2 separate regions of the Mus musculus genome follow, and region 1 is linked to region 2. Evidence: chromatin contacts called from public Hi-C data. All regions are on one chromosome and are shown on one strand. The core of a region is the stretch at or near the end of the contact, and the rest is flanking DNA. Distances in the headings are between cores, read along the strand shown. Region 1 has its middle 330 kb from the start of Rps6ka3. Region 2 has its middle 510 kb from the start of Rps6ka3.

What was found. Hi-C and Micro-C count contacts between places; a contact is called where the count stands out from the background.
Region 1: a Hi-C map of the N1E-115 cell line shows a contact between it and region 2, with 5 times the contacts expected there. The contact joins two enhancer-like sites. A contact is called at or near these places in 4 of 484 Hi-C or Micro-C datasets (the N1E-115 cell line, cerebral cortex and forebrain).

The regions. Positions count from the first base shown.
Region 1 is chrX:158,919,741-158,925,893 of GRCm38.p6, reverse strand. No RefSeq gene overlaps it. Among named protein-coding and RNA genes, the nearest start is that of Rps6ka3, 330 kb to the left of the region's middle. Within about 2 kb of position 1,958, at least 45 of the 459 cell types and tissues checked have an H3K27ac peak or open chromatin away from gene starts, as enhancers often do. A contact at or near this core is called in the N1E-115 cell line, where this site is marked.
Region 2 is chrX:158,744,107-158,750,078 of GRCm38.p6, reverse strand. No RefSeq gene overlaps it. Among named protein-coding and RNA genes, the nearest start is that of Rps6ka3, 510 kb to the left of the region's middle. Within about 2 kb of position 4,043, at least 6 of the 459 cell types and tissues checked have an H3K27ac peak or open chromatin away from gene starts, as enhancers often do. A contact at or near this core is called in the N1E-115 cell line, where this site is marked.

The sequences.
Region 1 (6,153 bases), core at 709-3,208, 180 kb before region 2:
CTCTTTTAAAATGAGGACTTGAAAAAAACCCAAAACAAAACAAAAAACAACCTTACAAGTGACCACCCTGGCTGCTTGTATAAAAAAAAATGTGTAGTGCTCAATAATGTTAAGCAGTTGAACTTGGACTAACTTCATGTGTTTGATAAATGACAATGTCAATCTTTGAACTGCAAGGTTCCTTTAGCTCTAACAAATTATGAAAATTCCCCTGAAACAAATATGGGGACCTACATTGAACACACTTGTATACTCTATATAGAAAATAGATGGACAGTTACTTGTGGGTATGGCTTGTGATAGGAGCTCCCAACTTCAGGGGCTTTCTCCATTGTATCAAGTCATGTCAGGCACAAGATAGGTTTATATAAATGGGGTAGGTATTACATAAACGTTGACTATAACTGTTTTTAATGGTTTGGTTTATAACACACTTTTATTTGATACATTTTGAGTAACTGAGTTGTATAATATATAGGAAACTTATTACAGTTTTGATTATATTCATATTACTGGAATGCTTAACATTGTAGTTTTAGTATTTTGGTTGCTAGCCCTCCCAACAGTTGCACTGGTATTTTAAAATGCATTGGAATGACTTCGGTCTAAATCAGGTAGTTCTTCAAATGCATCACTAGGTGGCAGCAAAGCTTTAATAAAATCAATTCTCAGCCCCTTGTGGAGCACACAGTATTTCCTTTTGTCTTCTTTATTACACAACCTCATTGCACCAACAAAATATTATTATCATTAACATTGATAGTGGCAGCTACAGCAAAGGCAACTGACCAAGATGTCCAAAACATGACACACTAAACACAATTCAGCATTAAGTGTTACAAAGTTGTTGCAAAAGACTTTCGAAATTATTAGTCAAATAGGCTGAAAGCATTGTCACTGAACTTAAAGCCAGCTGCCACCTTCCCACACTTATGTAAGAAATAGTTCCACAGGCTCCTTGAAGAAGATCTGTGGGGCCTTAGTTGTACAGTGTGTGACTGCCACAAAGGGAACCTCTGAATAATTCATGAAGAATTGTTATTTTCTTATATTGTTTGAGATGGAAGTCGGCTGCAGGTCTATAGACAATGACGCAATTACAGTGTTTAATGTCCCTTTGGGAGAGTTTCTATATTCCATCTTTGTATATACACTTGGCATCTTTCATTTAGAATGAATGGGTTCACTTCTTTCTTGTTTGAGAAAAATCCTCTTCCCCAGCAGAGTCCTAGGCTTTCTTTCTCTGGTGATTCTCACATCAGCTACACTTTCCATTACATTCCTGTCAGCAGATATTCCCAGCGGGGTAGGGGCTGCACATAGCTGGGATTTCCCTAATCGAGATGCCCTCCTGGCTCCTGAAATTGGTGGTTTTAACTAGCCCTTCTATTGTGAACAATGGATCCACACTCCCCTTTCTTTCTCTACTTTGCTTAAGCATTCCTGGATTCTTCCCCCTTACACTCCCCCTTCGTATCTACCTCCCACCCTTCTTTATCTCCTGCATTCTTTTTCCTCCCTCTCTCTCACTTAAAATTCTCCTAACGTCCTTTCTACCATGCAGTGCAATCTTAACCATCTAACAAAAGACCGTATAACGTAAATTCCATTTCAGAAATGGGAGGAGTTTTCTTGCATACTAAACAAGCATTTCCTATCTTGGTAGGAAAACAACAAAACATTTTCCCTTGGAAGCGCTGCTTAATCACGGCTATCAGCATCGCCTCAAGCTGAATGTGCATCCATCGAAGGCAAAACACAGCCCAGTGCAGAAGTGCAACAACCTACTTTAAGATCTGCACACATCACGTGCGATGAAAACGGATTTCGTTTCTAGGCTCTTCCCCCACCTTTAAAAAAAATTCTCCCTTATCACGATTCCTTTCTAGGTGGAGGAGGTTCCACCTGCCCACTCACTGCGTAAACCAAATCTGTGCCTGAAAATTAGACTCCTTCCAGTGTGGTCAGAATCAGGTAACAACAGCTGAATTCAGTTCACCCCATGCCTTCTTTGCTTTCCACTGAGCAGTGAAGTGTGAAGGCTTATCTAAGGAGCAGGAAGGGAGAATTTGGGTTACCCATTTGTGTGTGTGTGTGTGTGTGTGTGTGTGTGTGTGTGTGTGTGACAGGGTTGTCCTGCTTTGTGCCCATTAGTCATTAAACGCATACTGCCCAGGCAGTAAAACAAAAGCTATTCTCGGATAAGTACGAGGCTTAATAAAGAGTTGAAGGAATTTCAAAGAAGGAAAAATGTTTCTGTATTCCCTGGGGGCTACATGGTCTCTGCTGAGTATTTTGATTTGGGGGTACATGGACGTAAAACCTAGCAGATTGTATTCTATACCTGCGTGCTCGCTGGCAGGCACAAAATGTACGCTGTTAACTACAGACGTCTGGGTTTGCTTCTCCCGAGGGGCTGATGGAAGATTCACCAGCACGTGGGTGAAGCAGCAGCCTTGTGATCTGGCTTCCCAGCCTCCGAGCCGCCTTCCAGCTGCCTTATGTAATGTGATCTGTTTGCTGATGGGAGCCTGATTAGTTTCTGGGTGGGAACTGCAAAACCTGTGCACAGTCCCCGTGAGTGCTAGACTCCGCCAGCCTAGTTGAGTTTGTATTTGTCAGGCAAGCAAGGGGTTAAATGGAGCCACACTAAGGGTATGCACGTGGGTGCACAGGGAGGCCAGGAATGGTGTGGATGAGTGATAGAGGCAGTTGAAGTAGTCCGAATAAGAGCAGCATGTGGGTGGTGGAGAGGGAGAAAGAAAAGCCGGGGAAGGGCTTTAGGGAGGAAAAGCAGTCGCCACCAAGCAGCTAACCGTAGATCATTGGCATGCATTCCTTATCAAATGAGAGCAGGACACAGAGACTGAAATCAAGCTGAGCAGAATTTCTAATAGAACTGGCTGACCTTTCAAACGAAGTACTTAAGTAAAGATGGGCAGCACATGGCAGGACTTTTTACAAGGAGGCAAAAAGTGGGCAGCTCAGAGTTTCAGGTGTACTGTATTTAAACAACACATCTCATTGGTTTTGAGTCAAAATACTTTAAAAGTACCCCTCAAGCCACATTTAGTGCCTCAAGCCTGTAATCGTAGCACTCGAGAGGTCGAGGCAGGAGGACTGGTGGTAGTGTGCAGCCAGCTTGGGCTATATAGTGAATTTCAGGCCAACCTAAATTATACCAGGAGACCCTGTCCCTCCAGGTAACTTTATTTGCTCTGGAATTCTTTTTATCGTCCCAAGTTGAGGGGACTGCATGCTGTTTTGGTAGGAGTTTAATATAAATAGCCAAAGTTTTTTTTACACTGTTATCCTTTGAGAGTTGTTTTATTTTCACATTTCTATAAATATGTTCAGCAACAAGGTTTTTGGAGAGCTCCCCAAGAATTTCGCTTGTGAAAGTCTCCATGAGAATTAAAAACAAGTCCCTGTGGGTTCTCCATAACCGCTAACTTTAAGACTAAAAAGTTACATTAATGAGTTCTCTATAAATCTTCTCTCCGTCGATAAAAAATTCTTTTTGGTATGGTAATTTTGTTTACTTCTCTCAAGAGTCAGTCATAATCAAACTTGACCAGCAGGGGGCGAGCGTTCACAGAAAATGCAAGTAGTCCCTGCTCTGGCTGATTTGCCGGATGGAAGAAACAGGTTTTATTCTGAGGTATTTTCAGTTCAAATTCAAGTTCTAGAACTTTGATTTATTATTAGCTTCTCTTACTTGGGGAGAAGGGAGGAGAGAAAAACAGGTCTGTCTGCTACCCGTGTGTTCTACCCCCAACTTTAGGGAAGGGCTCAGAAACCGCAAGTTTTCAGTAGAGTCAAACAGGCTGGATCGTGCATGAATCTGAGAACACAGGCTCCAGTTTTCCTAAAATGACAAATCGCCTCCCGTTACTCAAGAAATCACAAAAGATTCACACCCACCCTTTCTTCCCCCGAGCTTTGTCCTTCTGCGAGTGATTTGCAGTCCCAGACAAGTATTATATAATGATGAGGCAGAGAAGCCTGAAGCTTAGTCTTACTGCTTCTTTCGCAGAAAAGACATTTAAAAAGAAAAAAAGAAAAACGATTATAACACCATCTTAAATGTTTCCGAGACAAACGTTTCTGCCAAGTGTTGGAAGAGTGGGGCATTAGTGTATTAGTTGTGTCCATTTGCCATGGTCCAAGGGAGCAGTTTGAAGGGAAAGATGGAAAGATACAACTTGCGGGTGAGTGGGAAAGGGCCTGCAGTTCCAGGACATCTGGCTCTGATCCCGGCTGATTTAGCTGGCTGAGTATTCTTGAATTCCTTCCCTTCCTGGTCTTCAGTTTTACAAGCTGCAAATGATGACACAATGCCTTCCAATCTAACATGTTACCCTTCTCTCTAGAATAAATGTAGATGACATTGTTTATTTGACTTCTTTCCAAGAACACAGCAACATTCGACAACCAAGACAACATTGTTCAGGATATTATGGTATTTCAAAAATCCCCAAAGTACTTTGTATTTCACATTTCTGCAAACAGTGTCACTATTTATCAACAATTTCCTTAGTGTTTTTATAGCAATTATTGTCTGAGTAATTCTCTCTGGGGAATCCTAGTTAGGTACTGTGTGGTATGGAAAAGCCTTCAATTTTTTTTTTCTTTTTTTTCTTTTTGCTTCTTTTCTTTCTTTTCTTTTTGGGGGATGGTGGTGGGGAGACAGGGTTTTGCTGAGTAGCTCAGGGTGGTCTTCATGCCTCTACCTCTTGAATGATGTGATTATAGGTCTGTGCTACTCTGTCCCCAGCAGAGCTTTTGATCCCTACGATGCAAGCATCTTTGGGGATTACAGTGAGACTTCAGTGACTTGATGTTAAGCACACAGTAAGCTGGGATATAGGAGCTCTTCAGTACTATTAGTGCTGTTAGTGTTTGTCAGCACTGCTAAAAGATCCAATGCACACAGTTGATTAAAAGGGGTTCATTTTTTTTTAAACCTCAAAGACCAATACAATATTTAGCTCTTTTGTTCACATATTTACTAACTGAGGAACTTCAGAATTTCAAAAAATCTGCAGGGGGATTTTTTTCCCCCCAGAGACACTATCCTGTCTTGGAAAAATCATCTTATTAAGGTGAAATTCTGTGGTTGTTGGCATAGCTTTGCAGCCTACAGGGGCAGTGTGAGGAAGCTTTCATTGTCCAGGCCAGAGAAAACAAAACATGACTGAAAAATGATCAAAATAACAACAGCAGCAGAAATGTAGGCTTAGGTTTAGATCACAGATCTGCCTTTTATTTGCTGTGTGACCTTGGAAATATTGCCCCTTCTATTATTTCTTATGTCTCTTTTAGTGCGTGTTGCTCAGCTGAAGGGAGAAAAGAGAGACTTACTGACAAAAACCAGTGAGAGGCAACACCAATACCACGCAGCTCTGCTAAACTTAGCCCACAGGGTGAAGCAGCCTGATTGAGCATGTGTGTCCCAGGGATGGGGCTTTCTGTTTTTAGCCCTCTGACCATATGCATATGCAAATGCAAAGAAAGCCCTGGTGCCCTGCTCACTGCCTCCAGTACTCAGTTTAAATTGCTGCAGGATGCTTTCTTTAAACACCTGTGACTCTGCCTGACTCCTTCTCTGTCGGAGGGATATGGCTAGCTCATAATCAGAGCAAATTCAGTGTGTGACATTTAATGTTTCTCTTGCCACAACAAAACAGCTTTCAACTGATGCAGGTTCCAGTGTGGGTGAAGAAAAAAAAATTCTCTCTCTCTCTCTTTATTTTTTATTTCTTATTATTTTTTTTGTTTGGGGTTTGGTTTGCCAGTTGGGTAGATTCTGAGTTGTATATCAGGCCTGCCTGGAAAAATGTGACCCCTAGCAGTCATGCAGATTGGATCCATTCTAATGCCCCAGTGTTCTAACAGTTGTCAGAAACATTTGCCTCAGAAACATTTAAGACAGAAAATCATCTTGCTCTCCTCTTCTCATCCCTACTGGTATGGCCGGGGGAATCAGAATTCTGATCATTGTTTGTGTGCCTTCTGGGGTACCCTGCCTAGGGTTCTGTTTCAAAATCAATATGTGATTTTTCTGCACATAGAACATGGGCTATGATGCCATGAAGATCTAGGTCTGAACCTGGGAATCACCAGTTTTCTGCTTTCTAGTTTGGGTCAAAT
Region 2 (5,972 bases), core at 2,794-5,293:
AATAATGAATTAATCTAGATGATGACTTGCCACGTAGTAGATGATCAGGTACTATTTTTATAAAGAAATTTCTAGTTAATAGCAATCATCTCTCATTTACTCTTTTAAAAGCATTTTATGTGTGTGCAAGGATAGAGATGGTGTAGTAGATAGTGTCAGTCAGGTGTTCATATTCTATGGGGATTTTCCCTGCGTGGATGTCTATGTACCATGTGTTTCCAGTGCCCAAGGAGACTAGAAGAGGATGCACGTTCACTGAAACTGTTATATACAGCTGCAAAACACTACATGGGTAGTAGGAATCAAACCTAGGCCATCTGGAAGACAGCATCCAGTGCTCTGAACCCCTGAGATATCTTTCTAGACTCAAATGCTCAGATCTTATAGTTCACTGTTACATTTATTATTACCACTAAGGTGATTATAGAAAATCACTGATTCAATTTTTATTTTAATGAATATGAAAAAATGAAGAACTGATGTCTATAACCACAAAGGAAGATTTTTAGTTATAGCAGCTATATCAGTTTCAGGTGATCAGTTTGTCTCTATGCTTGGGTTGCTAAAAGGTGAAGAATAGATCAAAGAATTATGTCAGGGTCTTTGTGAGAAGCATAGTTTGCAAAGAATATTGGTCCAGTAATTTATACAGGCATAGAAGGAGGCCAATAGAACATGTACTTATAAATGAGTTACTGCTGTGAGAAAGTAGAGCTCAGCCCTGTAAGGGAGTTCTGGGATGCTACATAGATCTTGTCTCAAAATTATTCCATTCAAGTAAAGGGAATGGGCTATCTATACTGGGCTATCTATACATCAGCTTCTATTTTCCTTAGTGGAGAATTTCCCCATAGATATATGCTAACTCTCTAACTATGCCCATGTTTCTGTAGCCAGAAAAGCTCAGACAGATCCCCTTAGTTGGTACTTAAAGCAAAGACTTTGAGTTTGAATGCTTGGCTGTCAATATCTGTTATGCTATAGCATCTCTGTAGCTGTATTAGTCAATACTAGTTTTTGAAGTAGTCCAAAATGATAACAGTGAGGTTTCTGTGAATCCTATTACCAAGAAGCAGTGTTTCCTATTATAGACCCCCAGAAACTTAAGTTTTTTTCTTCATTTAGAAATTCATTCATATGTTTTTGAGGATCTACCATATGCCAGAGATTATTTTAGACACTGTGGAAAGAATAAGAAATAATGTGGGAGATGGTCAAGAAATGCTTTCTGGAGGAAGAAATAATGAGAGATGTGAGTTATCCAGGTGGATACAGTAATGAGATGAAGTGAAAGAAAGATAAGATGCTCTGAATAAAAGGAGCAATCTGCCTGGGAAAATTGCTTAGAGTTGGAAGCTTATTGAGAAGTTGGTCTTGTGGAATATTGGGTTGAAAAAGAAGCCTAGAAAAATAAGAAGGTGGCAGATTAGGAAAGACTTTATAGTCATATGAAAAAATTAGATTTTATTCAAAGAATAATGTAGCCACTGAGATACTATTGATTGGAGGAACACCTTGGCTGGATTATTTTTCTTAGCAAAGTCATTCTAGTTGATTCTGACTAGTGGGATGGTGAGGAAGGTGACTAGATGAGACAGTGTGAACTCTGTTGAAAAGGTACAGAGGAAAGAGGGGTGGCTGTGCTTTGCAGTAAGTAGATGGAATTAAAACCAGCAAATGATATTGACAGGCAAGTGGCTGAACTGATGACAAGCAAAGAAGGGACATGAGTGGAAAAGAAGTGGAACAAAATAAAAGAGGTGGTTTATGATGGCAGAACAAGTATAGAATGCTAGAAGTAATTGAAGAGGGGACTAGAAAGGTTAGAAGTTTTTTTTTTTAGAACTTCTGGTGGTAGTAATTCCTAGTGTGACCATGAGAGTTAATTGGCAGTTCTGCCCATGGGAAGAAGGTACTTGGAGAAGAAAACATGGGAATTTGGAGGGCTGGAAATTTGGCAAGTGAACTCCTGGACTTAGAAGTGACAAAGGACAGAGGTAGGTAGTGGGATAAATGAGATGGACAGGGAAATTGAAAATTCTCTTATTCATCGTAATGTATGTTATACAAGGTTTCAAGATTTTCCCTGGAGTAGGCAGCACTACCCAGGCTGTAGCTACTGGAGGTAAGCACGATGCCTACCCTTGCCCCACTGATTCCTCTGGCCACTGCTCTATTCGATTCATATTCTTGTTCCTCAGTTTCAACTGTAAATTGCAAATTAACATGAATAAGAGTGTCACTAACACATGGCATAGAACAGTGCATTGGGACAATCACCTCAGAATTTTGGCCATTTTTGTAGGAATGTGGAGGAGTATGCTGAAGAGAGATATGATCAGCCCCCAAAACACAAGGAGACAGACTGGAGCACAGAAAAAGATGGAGGGTGAAATGAATTCCTTTAGCATAGAAAGGGTACCAGAAGAGAGAAGATGGAGGTATGGGAGGGAGGGAGCAGTAGGTGGCTGTAGGGAAAGGTACACTCACAGAAGGGGTTGAAATGGCTCCAAATATGAGAACATGCTTTGCTTTTTGTACCACCTTTGGATGACAGAGATATAAAGAAATGACCAAAGACATTGTTTGTCCCCAGGAGCTGGATGCCTGGATGGGGTCTTTCTCTGTGAGAGGCCTACTTTGGGCAAACAGCTTGCAGCCTTGTTCACTGCACATTAATTAATTCAATAGATCCAGTCAATGCTAGTCAACATATTGAAAAAGCTAGTCATGTGTAAAATGAGTTAGGGACTACTATTTTATCAGCAATAAGTGGGTGACCTGTCTTGAGGGTAGAGATGCTCACATATAGAAAAACAATTTAATATTGCATGGCTACAGTATTCTCTGTTTGGAGGAATGAATCCATAGCAGTATTCTTTTAAAATTTTAGACCAAATTACATGTTAAATGACGTCTTTCTCTCTCTCTCTCTCTCTTTCTTTCTCTCTCTTTCTGTCTCTTCCTTCCTTCCTTCCTTCCTTTCTTTCTTTCTTTCTTTCTTTCTTTCTTTCTTTCTTTCTTTCTTTCTTTCTTTCTTTCTCTCTCTGTCCTCCTCCTCCTCCTTCTCTACCTACTATAAAGAAATCTTTTTACACGAAATTCGCTCAATATGCCCTCTCTCCTCTACCATCCATAACAACACAATTGGCAAGGAAATACCATATGGCAGTCGAAAGCACAGAATGGTGGAGCTTAGTAACAACAACAACAACAAAAAAATAGCTTCACTCTCTGCTAGCCACTGACCTAAGACAGTACATTTCCCCTTTCTATGCCTTTATTATATTCATCATCTATGAAATGAATATAATAATGTTATTTACTTCACAGAACTACTGATGCTAAATGTGTAATGAACAAAATCTGGCCAAACAAGGTCAGAAATTATGGATTCCTGTTGTAATGCTCTATAACTTAAAGTAAGATGTTCCGTTCATGTTTATTTATCTGACTTCCTTGGGGCAGATAGTAAGTAATTAGTAGCAAAGAGCCATGAACCCCAGCTATGGTGGTGAAGATGATATGGTATTAATAATGGCTATTTTTTAAACTTTTTATAGTACAAAATTTCCCTGTATAATCTAAGTGCTGTTTACCAGCAAGAGCAGGCATTATGCTCTATGGAATCAGAACAGCAGGAGTCTGATGTCAGGGGTGATGTGAGGATAACAGACAGATCTGAGCTTGTTCAGCAGGAACATTTCCTGGGGCCTGCTATGTTTCCTTTCCCTGACACTGATGCATAGTGACTGCCCTTCCCTCTCTTCCCCAGCCAGTGGTAACTGTTTGGGGCCAAGGGTTTGGGGGCCTGTGAAGGTTTTGATGTCAACACATCTCTACAACGAATTTCAGTATCACAAGAATAAAAGGGAAAGAAAAAAAATCTCAACTGAAGATAAATAACCAAGTGTAGAAGTGGCCAACGGATCAGATATTTCTCTAAAGAAGATATATGAACATCCAGTAAACATGTGGCAAAATGCTCAGTGCCATTAGTCATCAGGCAAATGGGAATTCAGACCATGAGAAAAATTCTTCACACTTAACTGGGATGCATGGGTTCAAAAAGACAGACAAAAGCAAGTGCTTGGTAAGAATGTGGGAAAGTTGGCAGCCTCATACATTTTTGGCAGAGATCCAAAATGGTGAAGCTGCTTTGGAAATGATTTGACAATGGTAATCAGAGTTACCAAGATGAATCAACAATCCTACTTTAAGGCATACTTCTAAAAGAAATGGTAAAATATGTTCACATAAAAATGTTTACATCAGTGTTCATACAGCATTGTTCGTAATAGTCCACATGTAGAAACAGTCCAATGTCCATCAGTGGATAACTGGTAAATACAGTGTGACACACACACACACACACACAGTAGAATACTATGTGGGCTTAAGAGGGATGTGGTACTGCTAATGTGTTATTATTATATTCTATCTCATGGCTGGACTTTGCATACATTATGCTAAGTGAAAGAAACTAGATTTAAGGCACCATATATTATATCATTTCATTAATATAAAGTTTAAAGATTAGGCAGTTCCTTAATGATCAGTAGCTGTTTGATGGGAAAGTTGTAGGAGAAATGGAGAATGTCTGGTTAATAGATTAAATATATCTTTTGGGGATTATGAAAATGTCATGAAGTTGATTGTGGTGATGATGGCACAACTGTAAACATACTAAAAATCATAGGATTGCATAACATAAAATAATCATTCTTATATATTAATGATACAGTATTTTTAAATGAAAATAATTAATTAGGATGAAACATCACACTTGATTAGAGTTGTGTCAAGCTAACATCCGTAATTTATAAATCAAAGCACTAACAAGCTGGTTTCTTGTGATTTTTAATCTGATGTCTATTAAAAGCTGGCAGAAATTCAGAGTAGTCTATATTCATTTTCTTTCTAGGCAGAGAGATAAACATCTAGAGTATGGATTTTAAAATGCAACACTCTAAATTTTAATATTCCCACATGACTAGATTATGAAGTCCTCTCAAAGCAGTGGTATATGAAATGAAATAATAAGTGTATGAGGTGCACTTAAGGTAGGGAATTCCTCAGGAGATACTTCATAGGTTGCTGCTACTAGGGAATTTCACTGCAGAAAAGTTAGCCCGTTGCTAGGCAACACTGGAGCTTGAATTGAATTCATGGTGATCAGAATGCCTCACATAAACTCACGATTCATATTCCTATCTCCAATAAGAACAGTGCAGATTAAAAATATTCTTCAAATTGAAAGGGGCTGTAATCGCAGTGCTGAATCAAAAAACAGGAGCTAGTCATATATCCTCCATTTAAACATCCCTATTACAATTTCTGTATATATATGTTTTAGATTCTTATTGCTCACAACCATATATTTTACAGGATTATAATTGTACTTACCACCTAACAATAACAACCTTTATTATAAGAAAAAATTTATATATTCCTAAAGGTTTCCTTATGATTATTTTAAATGATTACATAGCATCTCTTTTAGTTGATGTTTTGTAGCTTGCTAACTGTGTTTTTTTTTTTAGTGGACACCTATGTGATTTTTTTTTATTTCTACCCATTTATAGAAAATTCCAGAATGAGCAGCTTCTTTAAGAAGAATATATAATACAGGTGCTTGACGAATTAAGTACCACTCTTCGATAACTATATTTAACTAGCCCCTACCCCCACCCAGGTGCCTTTTTTATAGCTGTTTGGAAATTACTTTGGAAGCACATTTAATCCATCCAATCAGTCATTTCTCCAAAGTGGGAACACTGTCTCAATGCTTGGATGAAGCTTAAAGTTTCCTGTGTGCCTGGCAGAGGCTCTGATGGAAGCTTTGCATTTTGTCGATTGCCAGTTGCAAGGAATGTGGCTAGGGGAATTAGCAAAATTATTTGAAAAGCATTCCACAGGAATGAAAGGGGAATTCTCTCAACTAAAAGAAATGAGGCTCTCTCCCACTAGAA